2 separate regions of the Mus musculus genome follow, and region 2 is linked to region 1. A link is a contact called in public HiChIP or PLAC-seq data. All regions are on one chromosome and are shown on one strand. The core of a region is the stretch at or near the end of the contact, and the rest is flanking DNA. Distances in the headings are between cores, read along the strand shown.

Region 1 (2,625 bases), core at 60-2,559:
GACTGGCCATGGCTGGTCTCATAGATCACTATGGATCCCAGTTTCTTCCACAAGGATGTCCGCACAGCAGTGAATGGGTGAGGAATCATCTGTTTCAGTCAGGAGGGTAGCAGGATTGAGGATAGCAGGAGGAGCAAGCACGATCCATTCAGTCAGTAACAGACTCTGTTAGTGGGTCATTCAGTTGTTTGTCATCTATTGGTCTGGGGGCCGGCAGATAATGCTTTCAAGAGAGTGGGGGCTACCACAGTCATTTGCTGTCCCAAAGTTAACTTAACGAGTAAGGCTACTGCAGCAATGGCCTTTAAACATATGGGCTATCCGCTGGCCACTGGGTCCAGCTTCTTAGACAAATATGTCATAGGCCTCTTCTATGGCCCTAGAGCCTGAGTAAGAACTCCTCTGGTCTCCCCCGCCCTCTCATCAACATAGAGGATGAAGGGTTTGGTTAGATCTGGCAATGTCAAGGCTGGTGCAGTCAACAGGGCCTCCTTAATATTTTCAAAGGCTCTCTGATGTTCCTATATCCATCTGAATTCTCTACTTTTCTTGGTCAGGGGGTACAAGGGGGCAGCCAGTGTTGCAAACCCAGGTATCCAAAGTCTTCAGAACCTAGCAGTGCCCAAGAATTCTCTCACCTGTCTTGAAGTAGCCGGTATTTGAGTCACAGTCCTTTTTCTTTGCAATAGACACATTGGTCCTTCCCTAAAGTCTTCTGGACCGGTCTTATTCCTCCAGGTCTAGGTTCCCTGTTGCCCAGGTACCCTGTCTGTCTATTCTCTGGCCTGTTCCTTCTTTTATGCTCCCCTACTACTGCAGCCAAAATTCTGTTTAAATTCCTCTCCTGTCTTCTATCTCTCTTATTCTCCCTCTCTTCTTCTTCATGCTTTTCCCTCTCTTCTCTTCTATAAGCTTCCATCAATCTTTCCAGAAAAACAGATGGGGGCTCGGTAGGGCCCTGCATCACCTCTCTTATCTTAGCCAAATTGGTGGGGCGTCTCACCACTCCCTTTAGACCAGAGCCTGGGGGTAAACTGCTAACCTCTCCCTACCTTGAGCCGTGTTGTAGTTCCAATCTGGCCAGTCCAGAGGGAACCCAGCATTCCAATTGTACAGATATGCAGAGATTGTGGGTCCATGGGCAGGTCGCCCACAGCTCGCAAAGGAAAAGCAGAAGTGGTGCCAGGAGCTCCATCTGCTGGGGGACTCTGGGCTTGTTGGCTCTGGGTCCTGGCAGCCAGTCCTCCGGCTGTGCCTCCAGTGATCCCAGGGCCAGGCGCAGGGACCTGCAGAGGAGCGGGAACCAGCCGGAGTAGAAGTTAGGGCAGAGGGGGAGGGACTTAGGGGAGCTGTGGGTTGAAGAGGAGGCTCCCTTTTGGGAGGAACCTTTTGGTTTCACTTTTGTTTCAAGAAGAGTCAGGACTCGGGAGCCTGACCTTTGCTGGGGAATCCATGGTTTCCCTGCCAGACAGTAAACAATGACAAACCACAGAAAACACAAAACAGACACATTAAAAAAATAAACGCACACACGAAACAGACACAAAACACACACACACACACACACACACACACACACACACTGACAAATGCCTGTCTTCTAATGGACAGACAAAACTAACTCAGAAATGCAAAAGGTTGGGGAAGTGCATAAGTCCTCCAATCTAGGAAGACTACTGACTCTTCACTCCCCACCCCAGACAGAATCCAGGAGTCCTTCCCCTCGCGCTTAGGCGTCCCCCAGAGTGGGCAGGCAGTGATTCCAGCATGTCTGCTGTTCACACTCCGTGCCTCATCCAGAGGCATGGGTCTCCGTTTCTCAGAAACAGTCACAGCTGCAAATTTCAGCACTGAACCTCACTGGCTCACAGAAATATTTTTAGATAAGGAATCTCACCTCCAAGTGAGTCTTTGGACATGTGAGTGGTTGCACCAATCCCGGAGAAGCCCCCGATGAAAGAACTCTGAAGAGAGCCCCTCACTCAAGTCTCGGGATAATAACGGACCCCCAAAAACTCATGAGAGACCAAGCTTGATGCAAACCACATGAGGCTTTATTCAAGGAAACCCAGAGCTCTGGGGACGACTCGTGTCCCACGCAGGGGTAGAGGAGTTGACCCCGAGGGGAAAGGGGTCTCAGTTTTTATAGGTCCTCAAGGGGGAAAGGAGAAGGAGGGAATAGGGGATTTCCAGATCTAAACAATGTCTATTCTAAAATGATTGATTTCTCAAGAAATGTGTATGGGAGGGAAACAAGGAAAGAGTCTAAAGAAGGTGCAGTAACTCCGGATTGGCCCTGACTGTGGTTGCTGGGGAGATTTTCTGACTCTATCCCAGCAACCAATATCACAAACACTTGGCAGTGAGGTGCAACAGTGGGCACACACTTGGATTCAAGAAACAGACAGAACATTGTGCACCTCTATTTTTCTAAATCAGTGAAGCTAGTTCTGCTAACAATGAAATCTATTTTGCCAATTTCAGGGCTTCTGTGACCTTTTACGTTCTGTCAGGATCTTTCATTTCTACTTCCATCCTTAGATTTCGCGTGGTTTTGTTCAATTCCTTCACCTATTTGGTTGTTATCTTGTAATTCTTTAAGGGAGTTTTGTGTTTCCTCTCTAA
Region 2 (2,625 bases), core at 40-2,539, 570 kb after region 1:
TCCCTCCTGTGGGAGCCACCTGAACCAAAAAGAAGGATGTCATGGAATACAGAAGCCATAGGTACGGGAGTGAGAGACCCTGTCTGCTAAGAGGTGACAATGAGCACAGCACAGAGGCTTCGAACTACCAGGCTTAGAGAATGGCACAAGTTGGCATTATTCCCTGTTCCATGCAACTGCTGGTGACACCTTCCCATCCCAAGTGGGAAAAGCAGCAGAAAGGACACTTCCAGGGCTGAGGGACAGACAAATGTCACTGCTGCCTGGGAAGCCACATCCTGGCTACTCTGCTGCTGATAACCCTGAGACCGCTGGGTTGGTGTGAGTAGCAGCTACGTGGGCCCCACTCAGAGGGACACTCAGAGGCACAAACCATTTATAGACATCATGGCAATTCCTCTGAAACAAGACACTTTACCTAGAAACTACATTCTAAATAAATAGTTGGAGACATTTTACACCATTTTTCTTTTTTAGAACTTTCTCCCTCCCTGTGTAGCTGAGGCCCAACCCTGGGGCAGAGCATGCTAAGGGAATCGTTAAGGAACTGATCAGTCCTAAACCTGTCCACTGCCCATTAGGAAGTGCAGCATCTTCTAGCCTGGTTCACAAAGGCATGGAGGACACTGTCTCTTTCATTAACTTAAAAAAGTCATTTAAAACCTTAAATGGCAGCTGGCAGTCTTAGATGAAACTTCAGTGTACAAAAGCTTGTGTTTTGAAGAGTCTGATAAGTGTTTGCTATTTGTTTTCTTACAGCTTTATCATCCCAATGTTGTACGTTATTATAAAACATTTTTGGAAAGTAAGTATGAATTGCTTTCTAAGTAAGGAAACATATGTTTGTTATTTATATACATTTATATTATGTTGGCAGAAAATAAACCCATTCAGCTATTTTCTACTGGCTTTTATTATTAGGCATTGCTTTCTTAAGCAGTAAAATAATTTTTTAATTGATGACCTGAGAATACTTAAAATATTTTGATCTGTATTATATAGAGGCACAGTGTGAATAAACAAAAATAATTAAATTATTGTACAGAAAAGGAACTGTAGAAGAAAAAGAGAAAAGAGAACTAAAGCATGATGTTTTATTTTTCTTTTTGCAAGCTCACAGCAGCATCTAGTGGCATTTTCCACCCCTAATAAAATGGATTGGACTCCGCCTTCAAGGTTTTTTTTTTTTTTTCTCACAAATTTCAGTAGATGCCACCAGGTGGCGCCAGAGTCCTGGCTGAGCCTGCAGGCTGGCTGGCTTGTTTCCTGCTTGTGGGATGGAGAGCACAGTCAAACAAAGCCAAACTCAGTCGCTTGTTTACAAGTGAAGGAAGTATTGAACTTAACCATCTGTAGCATAAAATCCTGAAGTATTAGCCGGGCATGGTGACTCAGTCCTTTAATCCCAGCACTTGAGAGGCAGAGGCCGACTGTGTGTGTTTGAGGACAACCTGATCTACATAGTGAGTTTCAGGCTGGGCATGGCTGCATAGAGAGACCCTGTCTCAATACTAAACAGAAGCTGTTCTGTATGCAGCTCAATTGCTATGTTTTTACCCATTTCCCTTCTTTAAGTGATTTAGATGGACTCCTTCCTCCTTACGTGCTAGTTCTTAATATCGGGATTATTCCTGTAATTAAAGCTATCAGATTTAGTTCCTGACTTAGACTGAAGTAAGTACAAGTCATTACAAAAACAAAACACTTAACCTGACGACTTCCAAAATAAATTGAAGGAAACTTAAAATATGTATAATATTACCAAGTTATAAACTATGATGAAGAAGACTATAATTTGAGAAAATGAAAACAAACAGCTAAGCATAGTGCAGGCAATATGTATTTCTTGGAATGGTGAAACTTGGGAATCTATAAATGTCCGTAAGAGAGATGCTATATGGTTTATTCATTTTTGCAATCCTGTGAAAGGCAACAGGAAGAACAGTGTGCTTACATTCATGCTGCAGTGTGAGACTGGTGGAGAAGCCAGTGGGCAGGATGGGAGATGTCTGTCCTTTGCAGGCAGATTGTGTATGTGTGTATTTTGTGTATGTCCAACAGTCAGAAAAGACACATGTCACATATCATTATTAGTAGTTCAAATTGGCTTTAAAGGAGTGTATTCAGAGAACAAAAACAGCAACAAGAAAACCAAAAACCCAAACAGTGCTAAACCCTTGTAAACCCTAACATAAAATCAGAGTCCAGGTCTCTCTACTCGAGAGGGGCCTAGCAGTAATCTCTGTCATGGGTAGGTGCTTTAGTCTGTGTTATTGCAACATCATAGCGTGATCCGTGGGTAAGTTTGTATGACATAATCTATGTCACCATACAAAATGCAATTTATAATGCGGTTTTCTGAACGTCTTATTTGATCCGAGGTACTAAGAGGCAGGCCTCGTGACTTGAGACAGTTGGCTTACTGTCTTTGACATGGTTCAGGCATTCTATGGTATAAGCAGAAAATGATTATGCTTGCCAGAGAGGAGAAAGTCTGGAGTCAGAGGAAGTTGCTGCTAGGCTGTGACTGCCCCAAGGGCAGCTCTGTGCTCTGCCAGCATTCAGTGGATCCTGACACTAAGTTTTCCGTTTTGTGCTCCAACACTCCTTGGAAAGCCCGGGTTC

The links. HiChIP or PLAC-seq counts read pairs in DNA pulled down with a chosen protein or histone mark.
Region 2: a RAD21 HiChIP or PLAC-seq map of pro-B cells shows a contact between it and region 1, with 11 times the contacts expected there. The contact joins two enhancer-like sites. A contact is called at or near these places in 1 of 15 datasets of contacts at CTCF or cohesin (pro-B cells), 2 of 484 Hi-C or Micro-C datasets (the HPC-7 cell line and bone marrow-derived macrophages) and 2 of 115 datasets of contacts at active chromatin or transcription factors (astrocytes and fibro-adipogenic progenitors).

What each region holds. Positions count from the first base shown.
Region 1 is chr14:14,293,347-14,295,971 of GRCm38.p6, forward strand. No RefSeq gene overlaps it. Among named protein-coding and RNA genes, the nearest start is that of Olfr31, 33 kb to the right of the region's middle. Within about 2 kb of position 1,310, at least 146 of the 459 cell types and tissues checked have an H3K27ac peak or open chromatin away from gene starts, as enhancers often do. A contact at or near this core is called in bone marrow-derived macrophages and pro-B cells, where this site is marked.
Region 2 is chr14:14,862,697-14,865,321 of GRCm38.p6, forward strand. It overlaps Nek10 (NIMA (never in mitosis gene a)- related kinase 10), which reads left to right. Exons shown (of 35, transcript NM_001195229.1): 19 at 760-805. Among named protein-coding and RNA genes, the nearest start is that of Nek10, 43 kb to the left of the region's middle. Within about 2 kb of position 1,290, at least 63 of the 459 cell types and tissues checked have an H3K27ac peak or open chromatin away from gene starts, as enhancers often do. A contact at or near this core is called in bone marrow-derived macrophages and pro-B cells, where this site is marked.